3 separate regions of the Capsicum annuum genome follow, and regions 1 and 3 are each linked to region 2. A link is a contact called in public Hi-C data. All regions are on one chromosome and are shown on one strand. The core of a region is the stretch at or near the end of the contact, and the rest is flanking DNA. Distances in the headings are between cores, read along the strand shown. Region 1 holds the start of LOC107870092 (probable receptor-like serine/threonine-protein kinase At4g34500). Region 2 holds the start of LOC107870293 (abscisic acid 8'-hydroxylase CYP707A2). Region 3 has its middle 75 kb from the start of LOC107870092.

Evidence for each region. A called contact is a pair of places that touch in the nucleus more often than the background predicts.
Region 1: a Hi-C map of leaf shows a contact between it and region 2, with 1.9 times the contacts expected there. The contact joins the promoter of LOC107870092 here to the promoter of LOC107870293 in region 2. A contact is called at or near these places in 2 of 5 Hi-C or Micro-C datasets (bud and leaf).
Region 3: a Hi-C map of placenta shows a contact between it and region 2, with 2.7 times the contacts expected there. The contact joins the enhancer-like site here to the promoter of LOC107870293 in region 2. A contact is called at or near these places in 3 of 5 Hi-C or Micro-C datasets (bud, leaf and placenta).

Annotation. Positions count from the first base shown.
Region 1 is chr1:26,738,103-26,740,884 of UCD10Xv1.1, reverse strand. It overlaps LOC107870092 (probable receptor-like serine/threonine-protein kinase At4g34500), which reads right to left and starts at 1,316. Exons shown (of 2, transcript XM_047410294.1): 1 at 863-1,316. The coding sequence starts at 1,316.
Region 2 is chr1:26,959,927-26,962,626 of UCD10Xv1.1, reverse strand. It overlaps LOC107870293 (abscisic acid 8'-hydroxylase CYP707A2), which reads right to left and starts at 1,335. Exons shown (of 7, transcript XM_016716782.2): 1 at 495-1,335; 2 at 1-290. The coding sequence starts at 694.
Region 3 is chr1:26,813,293-26,816,165 of UCD10Xv1.1, reverse strand. No RefSeq gene overlaps it. Among protein-coding and RNA genes, the nearest start is that of LOC107870092, 75 kb to the right of the region's middle. Within about 2 kb of position 1,280, at least 3 of the 5 cell types and tissues checked have an H3K27ac peak or open chromatin away from gene starts, as enhancers often do.

The DNA.
Region 1 (2,782 bases), core at 67-2,566, 220 kb after region 2:
TTCCTTGTGGGTTTTTCTTGATGACTAAGAAGCATTACACATATATTATGTTGTAAGAAAAGAACATAATTGGGACACAAGAAAGAGGCAGCAAAAAGGATCCTGATGAGTTTCTTTTTCTTAGTTCACAACAAATATTCTGTATCTTCTTAAAATATAGCCAATAGAAGCCTTTGTTGTTTGGATAAATTTTATTTGTTTTTCTTTTGGGGTTTTCTTGGTGAATGTTCCTTCAGACAGAGGCCTTGGGTTCAAGTTTCATCTTCACTCGTTGTCAAACAGAATTTTCATGCACTTGGTCCGAACTAGGCCCACATGTGATGACTGAAGAAGGATAACACTTGTGGCTTAGTTTGCATAGGATTGTTATTCTCGGTACATGACTTAGTCTGGGATTCTCTGTACATAATTAGTCTAGGACTCTTATGTGATCGGTATGTATATATGACAGTGTATTTTCAATAATAAAACGATTAGAAAGCCTTTTCATCTAAATTCTTTGTTCACTGATGTTGGGCCCCCATATTATATAGTTCATGCTCCACATAACAAGGTGTGGGCGTGCAGGGAGTGTTAAGAGTCCCACATTGGAAGTAGGATGGGTACTTGGTGACTTGAGCAAGCCTCCCCTCATGAGCTAACTCATGAAGTTAATAAAGTGTGTTATCTGTAACAGATTAAACTTCAGATGAGACGGTAACATTCAGACAGTTCAACATCTTTCCCTTGCAGGCATGAATTATTATGATGGAAAAAAATTCACTAATGTCTTGGAACATTGTGTAATTCATTTGCATGCAGCTTAAGCCTCATACCAGCAAGAATAATCTATACAAGCATGTAGGAGATTGAAGTAGATTACCTTTGTCCAAGCAAAATCCCATTAAACCAACCAAGTTTGGATGTGATATCCTAAGCAAGACAGAGACTTCATCCAAGAACATCTTTGTTTTGCCACCTCTTCCCTCCATGACACGCTTCACGGCGCCTAATCTTCCATCTCCAAACTCAGCAAGATAAACATATGAAGTTGCTCCCACGCCTATCCGAATCTTGAAGTCTTTGGTTGCCATCTTCAACTCTTCTAGTGCGTAAGTTCTTATAGTAGCATTAGAATCAATACTACTGTCCATAGACTTGTCATCAACTTGATTTTCTTCATCTGGTTTGGTTTTTGAAAGCTGCTTATTGCGTTTACAATAATCTAGATAATCAGCTAATTTCTTTAAGATAATTGTGAGAATGATAATAAGAGCTATTGCACCAGCAATCCAATAACTTCTTGGATTGGATTTGGAGAACCCAAGGAACCCCATGTTAGGATCGCGTACGATCAGGAACTGTTAGTCTCCAATTTAATCAATCATATACTATTTTCTTTGGACATGTATGTGATTCTTTCTTTTGTTTTGCATTACTGTGCTTAGATGATAACAAAGATTCTTGAATTTGGCAATATGCTGCCAGTGAAAAGGGCTGATAGCAACCAAGTATTGTCTTATGCTTGTGATTGTGAATAGACATTTGCACAAGGGTCTCACTTATGTCTTTTAATAACTATAAAAGACAAAGATTAGAAATGAAAACAAGAAAGGAACATATTTCTTTTAAGTTGATCAAGATGTGATTTTCCCTGTTTTAAAGTGACTAGAAGGTCCAAAATTAAAATGTGACTTTACAATATACTATATGTTTCGTTCCCAAGTTAGTTGGTGGATGCCATTTGAATCATCTATAGTCATTGTGTTCAGGGACATTAGGAAGTTACACCACCTCTCGTTGCTACAGAGAGGCCAATTGAAACCTCGTGACTGGGATGGCAAACGAGCAGGTCGAATTAGATATGAGTTGTGAACAGGTTAAAAATTGGTTAGGTGAAAACAGATAAAACATTCGACCCGTCCATATTTGATATGGATAAAAAATAGGTTAACCAACGCATAATATATAGATATTCATATTATTCATTGCTTCTTATTATGTAAAAAAAAAAATTAAGTACTCCCAAATTCTAAACATTTCTTCTTCTTCTTTTCTCTTTTTAATAAATATATATTTTTAAGAAATTTCTACACTCGTACATACTTTAAGGGGAGTGTGTCCATATTTATGATGGATAATACAGGTTAATTCATAATTGACCACTTTTTAAATGATAGGATATCCAACCTATTTAAAATGAATTGTATTGAACGGGTAACTATAAATTTTAACCATTTTTTCGCCCTACCCGTGACTATTAATATTGTTTTCTTTGACAAGGCTCTTGGTTTGCCAAGACAAATGAGTGCCATTTTGGAGATGGATCAGAAGCATATTTGAACTTCTGATTTGTAACGATATGAGCCTTTGGGACTAACTTAATTCAAAAGTTAGTCCATGAATCAATGTTGATTGTAACTCACTCTTTATACCCCACCCCACCCCTCCTCCCCCTTTTACAATCAGATCCAACTGGAGGGTGGACTGAGAGTCCAAATAGAGATGAACATCATTCTGATACCATGCATGTAAATGACTCTTGAGCCTAACTTAATCCAAAAGCTAGCTCATTTGGGGAGAGTCGTCAAAGTCCATATAAGCAGATCGTCAGTCTATTCTCTAACTAATGTAGGACTCTAACTCACTCTGACTGAGTCAAGTTTGACAACAACAATACAAATGGATAATTTTCTTATTCTATATTTTGTGAACCACATAAACTGTATTTTGTATTTGGATTATTACGTATATGTAAGATTGAGGCAAATAGTACACCTAATGTAACCCACATTTTTTTACA
Region 2 (2,700 bases), core at 86-2,585:
ATCTGCCTTGCAAAGATTCTAGGGATGTTATCGCGATGGACTCAATGTGCGGGACGATGTTTTTGATGGCTTCAGGCATGAAAGCTCGAAGAACTAGCTTCCTCAGTTTGGCATGATAGTCCCCTTGATGAAAGAAAATGGCTTGTTTCCCCAACATTCTCTCTTTGCTAGCAGGAAATGTAGGCTTAAAGAGATGAGCTTTGGTGACCAAAACCAACTTTGCTGCCTCTGGGCTTGATATCATCACACATGGACATCCCAATATGTGAGTCTTGAATATTGAACCATACCTGTTTAAAAGCAACAAAAGCACACACACCCATTGCTCATTAGCAAACTGATCAATATCAAGAAAACCAGGAGGGAAATCAAGAAAGTGAAAGTGCTTTTCCGCTATATTGCTCCAACTCTTCAAAATAGTGCACTTTCTCGGTACGGCAATATTTTTAAAGAGTCCGAGCAATTTAGCTTTTCAGAGTTTGGCTACTACTAACTTCTTGACTTTGGAGGCAAAGAAGACACTTGGGTTTTGTGAGTAAAGTTGGAAAGTTTCACCAATATAAGGCCAACCCAAAGTGCCAGGAGGAAGAGGCAACTTCTTCATACCAAAAGCAAAGAGGTTGAAGATAGAATGGAGTAGTACAAGGGAACAAGACATGAAAGCAAATAAGCAAAACATGGTAACAAACTCCATATGTTTTTTTATATATAGTACCACAAATGTTACAACTTGTGAAGAGAAGAAGAAACTCTTGATGTTTCAGTGAAATGAATAATAACCAAAGTGTGAGATATATATGTATATATATAGGTAAAGAAGTGGGGGGCTGTTTTCAATTACAGCTCGAATCCCACACACGGAATCTCCCTCCAGCTCATGCTTTTTTTAAACTAAACGGAAGATGAAGAAAAAGAAAACAAAAATTAAATTAGAAGAGAAAGAGAAAATGGAAAGAAAAATATCAAACGACAAAAAGGGAGGAAAATAGGAGGCGTATGGCACACGTGTCAGTCTATATATGTTAAGAGAACATGTGGGAGAAGATGGCTGAAGTTGGAAACTGAGACGGATTCAAGATTTTAGTATAACTTAGATATGAATTGATGATTAGCTTACTTGACGAATTTTCTATTTTTGGTTGTTGAGATTTAGAGGAGACGGGTTCAGCACCGGAGCTAAGAAGGGGAAAGGGGTTTATTCAAATCATTTTTAACAAAAAATTACATTAGATTAAGATTTTTTTTTATGTATATATATTAGAAATGAAGAATCTTGAATAAAGTCAAAACCAACGATATTACACAAGTGAAGAAGAGCAACACATATTTCATTCTTCTCCAACTTCACTTATAAAATTATAACGAGATATATATTATTGTTTGTTGTTTGGGAGGAGTTGGGTAAGTAAGTAGGTTGACCACGACATCAAGAGAGACAGCTTAGTGATCATAAAAGAGGTGAGGGTTTTTTTTGGCTATGTTTGTTGAGAAAGAAAAGGGCAAAGTGGGAAAAAGAGAAATAAAAGGGCAACAACATGATTATCCGTACCATTGTACGATCATTCAATCATATACACATTTTTGAAGATTTACTAAAGAGAGAACAAAACTTTTGAAAACAACATCTAAGTAAAGTGATAATAATAGTTTTTGTTTCATTGTTTTAAGTGAAATTTAATTTTGATACTTGATTCAATATACTTAATTTTTAAATTAAATATTTTTATCCTTTTATATAAAAATTTATTATATTTAGATTATTTTTAGGATTCTTTTTAATAAGAGTGGCGTTCTTATCAATTTACAAGCATCTCGACTAATATTATAAAATATTTATCACCTTCTATCAATAATAAGTATCAGATAATTCCATTCAACACGGTTAGAACAGACGAGAAAAATTCACCTGATAATTTTATCTTTTGTAAAATTTGAATCTGAGACCTGATGATAGCATATCACATGCTCATGGGTATTAAATAGTAAAAAAGAGTACTACCAAAAAAATTTTAATTATTCATAAAGTATAATACATAAATAGATATTCAAGTTTGGCTTCGATTAACAAGTAAGCACTCTAACTTTGAGTATATACATTTAAATATCTCTTAAAGATTCCAACTTATAAAATTATATATCATTTAGACATCTCTAAAATATATATGTCAAATCAATATTGGGTGTTCAAGAGTCACAATGAATACGGGTTGGAGTGTTTAGTTGTCAGTTCAGATCAAATTAAAATATCTAAATTTATACTTTTAAAATTAAAATGCTTGCTTGCCAGCTAATATTGAATTTAAATATTTGTTGATTTATTAATGTACTTGTTAGATGCCACAAAAATTAAAATCAAAATTTGTGAAAACAACTAAGAGACCAACTGTCAACCTATAAGTAAAGAATAACCCATTTTATTTATTTTTGTCTTTGTTTAATTAAATCCTTATCATCTTTCCATATATGGAAAGCTTCATACTACTCGCGTCATTTCTACTTCGGTGTAAGGGGTACCATTTTAACAACTACTCTTTCCATCTCAAATTATCTCTAGCAATTTTTAAAATAGTTATATTTAAAATTATTTATTATTTTACAAGCTTAAGATAAAATCATACTTTTACTAGTTTATCTTAATAGTATTATTATTGAGCCGTACAAACACCTTAATAGAGTAAATCTATAATAAAGAGACTATAT
Region 3 (2,873 bases), core at 31-2,530, 150 kb after region 2:
GAAACCACCAATTCTAATATATAAAATAATAATAATAAAATAATGTTATCAGATCCACTGAAACAGTGTTCCTTTGTTTATTTATTTTCTTTCCACATTTAGGTAAGGGGAATGAGTCAAATTTATCCATCTATTTTAAAAAATTAATTAAATATATTTTTTAATTATTTTTGGGGTTAAATTTATTTTTGTTATCATACGTTGATGTTAAATTTATCTTCGTTGTTAAAAAACTTTTTACATTTATCCTTTCTTTTAATAGAAAAGCCTAAATCATTATTAAATGTCCATTTTCTAAAATAAAACACACCTTAATCTAATCCGATCCGACCTACAAAAAAAATTCAAATAAATATACCCTCTCTTTATTCTGTTGGTCGAATTTTTCCAACAAATATATCCCTCCTTCAAACTAGACTTTCTAGCATGATTTGAATATACAATTCTATTTAGGGGCCTCAATTAATTAACATTGATTGAATTACAAGCACCGTTGGAGCTGAAATGAACAAAAATAAAAGATATTTATTTGATGAACTAGACTTTCTAGTGTTGTCATTGAAAGAAGAGTATATTTTTTCGTTGGAGAAATTCAATCAACAGAACTGAGATAGGAATATATTTGTTTGTGTCTTTTTTGTGGGTCGGGTCGACTAAATTAGAATTTTATTTTATTTTAAAATGAGGCATTTAAAAGTTGATTTGGGCTATTCTGGTAGAAGAAAAGGTACAATTGAAAAGTTTCTTAACAGCAAGGGTAAATTTGGCCTCAAGATATGATAATGGGGATAAATTTGACCCCAAAGATGACAAATATATTTAACCAATTTTTCAAAATTGAGAGATAAATTTGACCCTTTTCCTTTAGTTAATTGATGTAAACTTGTTCGTACGTTACAAGCAGTCATTTCCATCAACTTTGACACTGATCAGACGCTTAAATTTTTTATGAATTTCATTGCTTATCCGTATCTAAATTATCAGTAGCTAACATAACTTTTTGATATTTATCAGTAATCCACAGCTAAATAGAATTAGAGATGGATTTTATTATATATTAATCTAGAAAAATTATCCCTCACGAATTCATGTTTTAATTTCTAATAGTGAATGCATAAAGACCTATAAATGTATAAAATGTGTATGTTTTAGGAGGGTTATGATGTGATATTTTCTGTCTTGTAGATAATATGCTCATGCAATTTTTTGCTACAGCTGGTAACATTATTAAGAGTATCTTTATATCTAATATGGGTTATTTTTATGCTAGCTATCACTTTCATTACAAGTCATTCTTATACTTTACAGATAAGGTTTAATTTGGTTGTTGTCATATAGCACTCCCACTATTCCTAATTTTACTTTATTTTGTGTAAAATTATAGTTAAGTTGAACGTTAAGTAAAAGCTTTGTACTTTGATTAGACTTTCATTGATTACATAAATTATAATTATGTTGTATATAACATCATCATCACTATTATTGGCGCAATTCTATTTTCCTTGACGACAATTTTCTCAGCATTTTCTTTTTCAATATATGCAACTTTATACAAGTAGTTAGTAGTTTTACACAGTTCTCAAGTACTATGTAGTATATCTATTATAATATCACATAGTTCTCAAGTACTATGTAGTATATATATTATAATATCGTTGAGTTCTTGGTCTCGAATCCTAGGTGGAAAAAACATCGATAGGAAGTGCTCCTCCCAAGTGAGCCTTATTCGGCTCGAATTCCTAATTGATTAGACTCCAATGAATATACACCGAATGAATATTTTTTTATGAAATGCCTGAAATCAAATGTAAAATATATGAAGTTTGTCCTCAAACACTACTCCATTTATTATTTAGTTTTGATTAAAGGAGATAGATTTAGTTTAATTAAGGCGACTAATCATGCAGCCGTGGACACGTTCTCTTGTGTACAGTACTCATGCATGTACGTATTACGTACACATATAGATCATTGAGAAATTAATGTCAACTAATTATGCATCCTTTAATTAATTTATCATAAGGGAGATGAGCATTAAAAAATACTTAGTAATATCATACTGAGTATTCGAGGAAATACCTTACTTAAAATCAGTCAAAATCAACAGGCCAGTTGGCTATGTTGACTCAAATTTTATAAAAATATATAATAACTAGCCCAATAATCAAGTAATTAATAGCCATGCTCAATGTTTGTCCATATTCTAGTTTTTAATCATATTATTTGAAAAATAACGACTTGAAATTAAATGTCCTGCATTGTTAATTTGTCAACTCTTTAGACTTTAGCACTAGCAATTAAAGGAATCTTTTATGTAGTACATTAAATTTCATAGGCGCACTCATAATTTGAAGCTTTATGAGTCTCTACGAGATTAATGACAAATGCATACAGTATTTTCTTGGATGAAAATGATTGTATGTACTGTTATATCTAAGGAGTGATGTTATATGATCGACCATTAAGTTCATTCTTTATTTTTTTTCCTACTAGCTGTGTACTTGAGGAAGAATTATCCACACATGGATCAAAATATACACACAGCATACATATTCAAGGGAGAGACTAATTAACCTACAACTTAAATTCAGGACGATTCAAGGAGCAACTTACTATTTCCTCCGTCCCATTTTACCCGTCCCAAATTGGGATGACACAGCTATTAAGAAAACAATGATTGGTAATGTAACTTTACCCTTTTGCCCCTCTTAATCATGTTGTTAGTTCCAATATTAATGGATGGCTAATACCAAAACACCATTTATATTATTAATGGTGTACTCTTATGGTACTCCTCTTTGCAATATTTTTCAAGAATACTAACAATAAGGAGTAATCAATTACACTAAGGGTATAATGGGAAAAAAAATTGT